2 separate regions of the Mus musculus genome follow, and region 1 is linked to region 2. A link is a contact called in public Hi-C data. All regions are on one chromosome and are shown on one strand. The core of a region is the stretch at or near the end of the contact, and the rest is flanking DNA. Distances in the headings are between cores, read along the strand shown.

What was found. A called contact is a pair of places that touch in the nucleus more often than the background predicts.
Region 1: a contact with region 2 is called in a Hi-C map of olfactory sensory neurons, with 2.6 times the contacts expected there. The contact joins two enhancer-like sites. A contact is called at or near these places in 26 of 39 promoter capture datasets (the 3T3-L1 cell line, 3T3-L1-derived adipocytes, the C10 cell line and 15 more), 9 of 15 datasets of contacts at CTCF or cohesin (CD8 T cells, the NIH/3T3 cell line, embryonic stem cells and 4 more), 223 of 484 Hi-C or Micro-C datasets (the 3T3-L1 cell line, the 4T1 cell line, the AML12 cell line and 113 more), 23 of 115 datasets of contacts at active chromatin or transcription factors (the NIH/3T3 cell line, PVALB interneurons, astrocytes and 13 more) and 1 of 9 other capture datasets (embryonic tail).

The regions. Positions count from the first base shown.
Region 1 is chr6:56,594,719-56,599,430 of GRCm38.p6, forward strand. It overlaps a transcript of Pde1c not described here. Among named protein-coding and RNA genes, the nearest start is that of Gm22493, 3.9 kb to the right of the region's middle. Within about 2 kb of position 1,898, at least 1 of the 459 cell types and tissues checked has an H3K27ac peak or open chromatin away from gene starts, as enhancers often do. A contact at or near this core is called in olfactory sensory neurons, where this site is marked.
Region 2 is chr6:56,478,722-56,483,943 of GRCm38.p6, forward strand. It overlaps a transcript of Pde1c not described here. Among named protein-coding and RNA genes, the nearest start is that of Gm24709, 100 kb to the right of the region's middle. Within about 2 kb of position 2,615, at least 2 of the 459 cell types and tissues checked have an H3K27ac peak or open chromatin away from gene starts, as enhancers often do. A contact at or near this core is called in olfactory sensory neurons, where this site is marked.

The DNA of each region.
Region 1 (4,712 bases), core at 648-3,147, 120 kb after region 2:
CTCACAGCCTCCAGGTCTCCACAGGTCCTGCCCTCTAGCTCTTGTGTGATTTCTACCTAGTAGGAGTTTGATTCTACTTCTCACACTCCATTCACTATATATATTCATTATAGCCAGACCAGCTTCCTCCCTCTCCCCCAACAAGCCAAGCTCTCTGCCTCTTTGGGGACTTTATGTGTATTGTTCTTTATGAAAAAGCATCCTTTATCTCCCATCTCCATCTCTATGGCCACCTGCTTAATTACTATTAATTCTCCACCTCAAATCACATGTGAAGACTTTTACTCTCTCACAATTTAATTTCCTTTGCACATACAACACAACATATGCTCTTTTCTTTATTCATTTCTTCAAGCCCTTGTTTTTTCACCTTATGGATTGTAAGATCCATAAGGGTAAGGCTGTGGCTGTCTTGGTCACTATTGTATATTTAACACCTAATACATAATAGGATCACAATAAATTTTGGGGAATCCGGGCGTGGTGGAGCACGCCTTTAATCCCAGCACTCAGGAGGCAGAGGCAGGCTGATTTCTGAGTTTGAGGATAGCCTGGTCTACAAAGTGAGTTCCAGGACAGCCAGGGCTATACAGAGAAAACCTGTCTATAAATAAATAAATAAATAAATAAATAAATAAATAAATAAATTTTGGGGAGCTAACAAACTGAACATATAGTATCATAGTCTGGAAGAATCTAAGCTAAGGAAAGAGTTAAGCCCTTTCATACTGAGGAAAATTAATGAGGCAAAATATTCTGAGATCCTCTGGGACAATGTGTACATTAGGCATTTTCCACAAAGCACCTGCTATCAGAGGTATACCATGGGCTCTACAACAAAAATACCTCGGTGTTTGCTTTCAGTTGTACATGGGCTCATTATCAAATATATTCAACCTTGGAAGGACCCTGAGAAGCCCACTTCTCTTTTACTTCTTTGTATCAATGTACTTGTTCTTTGGAGGTATTGCAGCATTTAACTTAATTTTCTGGTTTATTACTTCAGAAAATTTGTCCACTGATAATAATGGTGCCAACACACTACTGAGGGGAAAAGACACCAGTCTTACCAGATTCAAACCACAGTGAAGACAGGACTGGAAAGATATGCTCACTAGGGTAATAGTGTCATGAATGTTATGAGAGTAACCAATCACTTTCTGATTTTATTTAAAGCCAATTCTATGAGATGGAACCTAGGCCTGGTACCATTAGCTGAACCAAAACCTTATGACCAGCTGGTCATTTTCCTAGGTCATAGGCCCTTAGGAAAAAACTAGAATTATCATTATTCTGCAAAATGGACATAGTAATAAACTGATCCCTAAGTTCTTATATTTTGTGAGACAAGGCTCTCTGTGGAGCTCTGGCCTAGAACTCACTATGTAAAACATTCTGGCCTTGAATCATAGAGATCTTCCTGATTCTGTCTCTCACATGCTGGGATTAAAGGTTATGCTACCACACCTGGTGAGTTCTTATCACTATACCCATAGATCAGTGCATTTCTCAGCTTCATCGTAGAAGCTTGTTTTGCTGTAAATGGCAATTAACACAGAGATGTACAATCAGGCAACATTCAAGGATAAGAGACTGTAGAATGCTCAGCAATAAATGGGGCAGCTATATAACACATACACACACACACACAAGACTCAGACATAATCATGGAAGAAGAGTCAGGAAGATTATAAGCACCATAGAGAATAGATATCTGCAGCACAGCAGTATTGCACATGAGAACCCACAAAGATGGGACTGTATTCATGAGACCAATGCAAGATCAATCTAGCCAAGATCCCAACAGGGATCTGGGGAGAAGTTCACAAAGTCTCATCCCTATCTGAGAAACTATTGGCAACTTGTGGCTCCTGGGAGAGTCATTAGCCTTGAGGATACAGGCCCTGAGAGGCTACCCATACTCCACTAGGTGCTTCTGTGCCTATGCACAAAGAGGCTGTACTAAATCAACTCAATGAAGAGAAAGAATATACATATGAGTAAGGAAAGACACACATGAAGGTGGGAGGGGATAGGCTAGAAATTGCATGGAGTCAAGGTGGATCTGATACCAACACAGCATATACATGTATGAATATTAAGGAACTTTTTAAAATGCAAAATTAATAAAATGAAGAAAATAATTCTTCATATTTCTCTGACTCAAGGAAAATGGGGTTCTCTCCTTCCAGGCTTTTATTCTTTTCTCCTTTGTCATTGAAAGGCTCAGGAGAAGACTTGACTAGACCTACCAGAGGAAGTAGGATGTTCTGGAGAGTCTAATTATTCAAACTCATCTCATTTGTCAAAAACTGGTAAAGATGTACTGGGAATAAATTAGAAAACGCTTCAGTTTAGAGACTTGCTCCAGCTCATTAGCTCAAATCATCTTCCATAACTGGCCTTTGTCATCCCATCAGGGACATGGAAGAGGCTTTACAGTATTAGAACTTGACAAAATTGCCTCTAAATCAAGAGAGTAATAAGTCACCAGGAACAACCATAGGGATTCAAAAGCCAGAGTTGCCTCCTGTGCCTGAAATGAAAGACATTACACGGGCATCTTTTCCTGCTAGGACCTGCCAAACACCTTTCATGACTTACTGACTCTTCATAAAATTACCATTTTCTCTCTCTCTCTCTCTCTCTCTCTCTCTCTCTCTCTCTCTCTCTCTCTCTCTCTCTCTCTCTCTCTCCTCTCCCTTTTCTCCCCCAGGGACCCTAATAAGTTCTGGTAACTTGTGACTCAAAAACAGAGTGAACTATCCAAGATTCTACCTAATGAGTGGCTTATATTCAAGCTTGTCCCCAGATCACTCTGGCTCTAAGACCTTGCCCCACTCTAAGTACAGATTTCTGCCTTGGCTGTGAACTACAAGACTCAAAGGAGGAAAAACAGAGCCCTTTCCTGTACTACATTTAAAATTGCTCATGGGCTCATGGTGCTTAGCTCAGATTAAAGGGAACTGGGGAAAACATCCAATTAATTGAGATCATCACAGGGTTAGATTACTACTTAATAGATGAGCAAAGCCATGGGGACATGGCCTCAATACAATTGTCTGGTCCCTTTTTCAGATACATTTAGATATCTAACTCCCTGACAGTACCTTTGATAAACTGAGTTAAATATACTATACTTGGGTAAGAAGCTGCTCTAGGTCATGAGTCACACCCTACTCTGAACATCAGATATAGAAACATGGGCTGAAATAGGGCACAGGAACAGGATTGATCTCCAGGCTTGGTTTGTCTCCACAATAGATATGGGGTTCTCTAGAAATGATACAGATGGGAGGGAAATTGAGGCCAGAGAACCAGAACTGGGGTTTGCTAGGGAGCCAGCCAACTTAGCCTTATTGGTGAGCTCCAGGCTATCGAGACACCAAGCGAGACAAAGAAAATAGTGATGTGCCTGAGGAGTAAGTACCCAAGGTGTCCTGCACTGTCCACATGCATGCATATACATAGCACATGCACAGACACATGTGAACACACACACTTGAAATGGAGTCAAGCATCAATTTAAAACAATAAGGATGAAAAATAATAGCAAAATCATTATTTTCCATGATTAATTTTTGAGTATTTTCACATGTTTAGCCTCAACACACTATTATCACAGTTCCAGCTCCAAAGTTTATTTTTGTCTGTAGAGCATGACCATATCTCAAGACTGATATAGGCCACGCTCTAGCACTTTCAAGAGAGTCTTTTGTATATGTGCACGTTCTGTGTGCCCTGGAGAAATGTGCTGTCCACAATTTAAGTATACAACCAAAATAAAGAATGAGGCTGGGCATTCAATCATCACAGCTGGTCTACGTGTACATGTTCTTTGCCACTGAACACCCATTTAAAAAGCCCCAAAACTACTTGAGTAGCAGTCTTGGTCATCAGAAAACAGTGTTGTATAATGAAAAATCCACACATTCTGCAGCTCGGGTGCCCTGGAGAGTTGATTCAGCCACTTCTGCTGATGTGGAATGGAAGAAGTTGTACCTCAATTGTGGGACTAGAGTTACAATTAAAACAACTTGATAAAAAGGAACCTGGTGTGCAGAAAGCGCTTAACAAGTACCAGAAAGCTGTGGCAGCATGGGAGCCTCTGGGGCCTGCAATTTTAGCCACTGTGAACATGTTAACATTCTCTGTTGGCTCCACAGTTAATCAGGAGAAAAGGCCAGTTCTTTAGAATTTGTTTCATAGACTGGGATCTTTACAAAATACCAGGGTGGAGGGGAGTCTCAGATCCTGTTATTTCAGAAAGAGAAGTATGGTGTGGGAATCTTACATTTTTGAATCATAGAAAAACAGTGTTTTCACGCACACACTACATGTAAAAGTACAAATAGCCTTTAGTTAGTGCTTGTATAAAAAGGAAGTTCCCAACAAGGTCCAACAATAGTACATTTTATTTAATTTCATTCTTTAATCAAATCTCTTTCAGGAGGGCTAACCCACTTTCAGTAGCAACCCATAATTACTAAGAAAGAATAAATTCTGTTGTAATCAACTAAAATAAAGACTGGCAAATTTTTGATAACTGAATATGTGATATTTACCTTAAAAATATTTTAACATTATCTTACTAATAGTTTACAGATGCCTGAGAAAACATGAAATTATTTTTACCTGAATGTTAGGACATTTATTAAATAAAGTATGCCACGGTCATATCAAGGGCATTAAAGCATAAACATAAACCTTGT
Region 2 (5,222 bases), core at 1,365-3,864:
CACTGTGGGTGTGGGCTTAAGACTCTCACCCCAGTTGCCTGGAAGTCAGTCTTCCACTAGCAGCCTTTGGATGAAGTCGTAGAACTCTCAGCTCTGCCTGTGCCATGACTGCCTGGATGCTGCCATGCTCCCACCTTGATGATACTAGACTGAACCTCTGAACCTGTAAGCCAGCCCCAATTAAATGTTCTTTATATAGACTTTACCAAGACTTATATATAGTCTTCACCAAGACTTGCCTTGGTCATGGTGTCTGTTCACAGCAATAAAACCCTGACTAAGGCAATTAACTAGCAGGAGACTGCATTACTGCTTGAATAACACCTAACAGAATCACAGAGGTGAAGCACATGAGCAAAGGCCTCTGGTGAACACATTCTATGGAGCCCCACAAGAATGAAGCAAGGTTTACTCACGGGAGAAGCGAGCAAGTGGTCTGGCATTCTTGTCTCCTGCTTCATTTGCAACTAGGGAGAAAACAGAGGACATAGTTAAGAACAAGGCACAGCGACGAGTACCCATAAACATCCCACCCAACGAGACTCAGGCCTATTGCCAATGCTATTCATTGATTACCCTCCACAATCTGAAAGTAAAGCCCTGGCGGAATCTAGCTGGTGCCCAGCTAGAAGCTATTCCCGTACTGACTTCCATTCATGGTGCTTGAAGGTGCTCTGCACGCTACTGGAAGAAAAAGGTAATCTGTAATATCACCCAGCTACAAACCCTGAAACCTACAGCAGCAACCTGCCTCAGAGATGTTCTGATCAATAGGGTTACAAATGTTTCAGGAACAGCCAATCACTCTGAAAGCCCGCTCCATGAGATCTAATCCACACCTGACACTACTAATGAAGCCAAGAACTGGAGACTAGATGGGCCTTATGGGAAAACCTACTAGTATTATTCTACTAAATGAACACAGCTATAAAATGACTCTTAATGACATATGTTACAACTGTAGATCAGTGTACCACTCAACCCGCGTCAGAGTATTCTTATTCTTGCAGTAGATGGCCATTAACAAAGAGATCCAAAGAGGCCCCTTGGTATTGCTAACTTTATATGCCCCAATACAGGGGGACGCCAGGGTCAAGAAATGGGAGTGGGTGGGTAGGGGAGCAGGGCGGGGGGAGGGTATAGGGAACTTTCGGTATAGCATTTGAAATGTAAATAAAGAAAGTATCTAATAAAAAAAGAGAGAAGAAAGAGAAAGAAAGAAAGAAAGAAAGAAAGAAAGAAAGAAAGAAAGAAAGAAAGAAAAGGAAGGAAGGAAAAAGAAAGAAAGAAAGAAAGAAAGAAAGAAAGAAAGAAAGAAAGAAAGAAAGAAAGAAAGAAAGGAAGGAAGGAAGGAAGGAAGGAAGGAAGGAAGGAAGGAAGGAAGGAAGGAAGGAAGCCCCAAGGGTGACTTTATGTCCTCTATCTTGTCTCCATAGTTTATAATCAAGTACACGGAGCCACAGTCCCTAAGTCTACAATTTATATCCCTACAACTTTGGGCCAAACTAAGCTACCTAGTATCCTGTAAAAACACAAGTTTCACATACTTTTATGTTTATTTTTTGATTTTGTGTTTGTATGCATGTGTTAAGTGTGTGCAAGTATACACACATGAGCATTATCTATGTGTGGATGCAGCTGCACACAGGCCACAGCACGGGTGGAGGTCAGAGGATAACCTCAGGGAGCATTCCTTCCCTTCCTCCTTGTTTGAGAGAGGGTCTCTGTTGTTTTCCCACTGTGTATGCCAAGATTGCTGGCCCCTGAGCTCCTGGGATTCTCCTGTGTCTACTGTTCATCCCCTCATAGATACACTAGGATTATGGAGGCTCTGCCTAGGCATCTAGCTTTTATAAGTTCTGGGGATTTGAACTTGGGTTCTCACACTTGGGAGCCCTGGGGGTACATTTATACACTGCACCGTCTCCCAGCCATTGCTAAATTTAAATATCCTATTTATTCTCATTTAAGATTGATATGTGGTGTCCTATATATTCATGAAAAACAGACATAACTATTTGTGATCTGTTCTAATGATGCAAGGCCAATCAACAATAAAATCCTGTTCATTTTATATTAGGAAAGAAATGAAGACCAACAGCAGGCAGAATAGAAGTGATCGCTAATGTAACCATTGCTTTGAATGAAATTGACATATCAGGACACGAGAATATCAGCTTCCTAAACTCATGCATCATTTTGCAAATGGTGAAAGGAGTCGCAGATTTCTCTAGGTTTACAAGGGTAAACCATTTAAAGTTGACAGTATTTGTACATTCAGCCTTAGGCTTTGGAATCATCCCGTGGAATTATCCACGTTTGCATCGTTATACAAAATGACCAGCAGGGGGCGCTGCTATTGCACGCATATCATTTCAACAATAGAAGCTCAATCACTGCATCCATTCCAAGGACACTTTAAGGGAAAAAGATTCTCACTTCAGAAAAGGGCCTGGGGCTCTATTAGCATTCTATATTTCTTTTGTCTTCTAAGGCTTCTGGTAAACCCACTACTGAACAGACTTCCCTTCCTTCCTATAGGCAAAGCAAGCCTGAGGCAGGGCAGTGCAGTTGCCTAAGCACCAGAGGACTCCTCCCCACACTTCAGCCTCTTACATGAACCTAATTGGAGCTTGACCTGAAGAGCACTGACTTTGTGAGCACTTGAAAAACTTAGCCAGTCCTCTAGGGCTTTCTAGAAGAATATTCATATTATATCTGGAGGGAGAAGGAAGGAGGAGTTGACTTGTTACATGCTTCTCCAGGCCTTGCATTCAAATTGTTTCCTCTTTAGACACTGTACCTCGGAAGAAAATGGAACAGAGATTTTGTTCATTTGTTTGGGGTTGTTTGTTTGTCTGTCTTAAAATCCTTTACTGCGGAAACTTACGGGCTACATTCAGAGCAGTATTACACAAGCCACTGCAAGGGCTATAAAAATGAGCATCCACCTAGCTGCTAGCCTGGGGAAGGCACATTCTCCCCAGGTTACTATTTCAGATCAAGTCTTGGGACTTCCCTCCCAGCTACCCTAGACAAGAATGGGAATTGCTGACCCAGATCCACATTAAACCAGGAAGGGCAGGCATCAAAATCTAGGCCATTGAAGTACCAGGAGAGTAGCTTCTACCCAGAAGTAATACGATAGCCCAGAATGACTGTCCTCCATGAAGTGCCGGCAGACACCATGCTCCCCTACTGAATGGTTTCCAGGAGTAGCCTACAAGATGTGATCCAACTCACTTGGCCTGGAATCAAAGCCCTGGCACTAACTTGATCTTCCACTACACTGTTAGTCAGCTTTCTCTAACAACTGCCTGAGGTGATTCATTTACAAAGTAAAGATAAGTTTTGTTCATTCTTCAGATTCCATCCCACAACCCAGTGGAGCCATTGCTTTTAGGTCTCTAGTACCAGATGGTATTGGTAGGAGGTCTTAGCAAAGCACAACTAAGTCACCTCATTATCAAGAAGCAAGGGAGATGTGGCAGGGTTTGGGAACCTACAGTTCCTTCAAGATCATGCCTCCAAAGACCAAAGGCTAGTCAGTAGGGTCCACCTTAAGATCTCACCCTCCCCAGGAGTGCCACCACTAGCACAAAGCCTTAGGCACATTGGCCTTTGCAGTACCTTTCCAAACTACAGAGATCACAGTTCCCTCAGCATCTTTCAGCTTCACACACTCATCCCTCCTAGGTCTTCCCCCAGACTCACCCCTACTGTCTTTCAACGTGAGGTGTGGCTTTGCCTTTCCCTGTATATCCCATGAATGACTGCCTGTGTTTCACTTTGTTCCCCTTCCAGACCCAGCTCTCCAACTTCACCAGGCATCAGAACAGCCTAGAAAGTTTGCTGAAATGCAGATTACAAATGCTGAGTTCAAATACAGTGGATATGGTATATGTCCAAGAAAATGTATTGCTGAGAAACTCCCAGGTGCCATTGTGGCTACTGGTCGGTTTCAATTCTTCAGAACAGCTGGCACAAGTTGTAACCTGCTCCCACCCATTGCAAGAACTCTAACCTTTAATTTTCGGATTTCTGTTCTTTTGACCAATGACAGCCACTCTGAATAATGTGATGAGTTGATGCTTCTAGAACTAACGTGGAATGAGTAGCTACAAATGGCACAGACGGCATCTGGACCAGTCACCTCAAACTGGCTTCTAGACCGTCTACATGAAAGTCTGATTCTTTTGGGCCTGTATGCTTGTAAGTTTTAAAGAATTAGTTGATGGACCATGTAGAGACTGCCATATCCAGGGATCCACCCCATAATCAGCATCCAAACGCTGACACCATTGCATACACTAGCAAGATTTTATTGAAAGGACCCAGATGTAGCTGTCTCTTGTGAGACTATGCCGGGGCCTAGCAAACACAGAAGTGGATGCTCACAGTCAGCTAATGGATGGATCACAGGGCTCCCAATGGAGGAGCTAGAGAAAGTACCCAAGGAGCTAAAGGGATCTGCAACCCTATAGGTGGAACAACATTATGAACTAACCAGTACCCCAGAGCTCTTGACTCTAGCTGCATATGTATCAAAAGATGGCCTAGTCGGCCATCACTGGAAAGAGAGGCCCATTGGACACGCAAACTTTATATGCCCCAGTACAGGGGAACGCTAGGGCCAAAAAGGGGAAGTGGGTGGGTAGGGGAGTGGGGGTGGGTGGGTATGGGGGACTTTTGGTATAGCATTGGAAATGTAAATGAGCTAAATAGCTAATAAAAAATGAAAAAAAAAGAATTAGTTGCCAGAACTGATAAAAGAAAAGTTATGTGATTCCAAATATAAATATATGCTACCAGTTTCTTTAGGGATACAAGGTCCAGACACTTCAGACACAAATGAACACACTGCCCCAACAATGGATAACTTTGCTTCCTGTCTGAGATGCAGCTCTCTTCTTGCTGTCCTTCTGACTTACACTCTGCCCTCATGGTCCACATATTGGTGTCAACAGGACCTTGTCAAGGATTTAAAGAATAGAACAACACTGCAGCAGGGAAGAGTACTATAAAGAGTGACCATACCCACCTTCACTACACCCTTCATTTCAAGACCACACACTTTCAGATAGGTTTGAGAGCCATTGTCTCCCAGCTTGGACACACCTCCATGCATTATTTATTTTCCATTACACACACATAGACGCATACATACACACACACACATACCACACAGATACACATTACACACACATATACACACATACCAC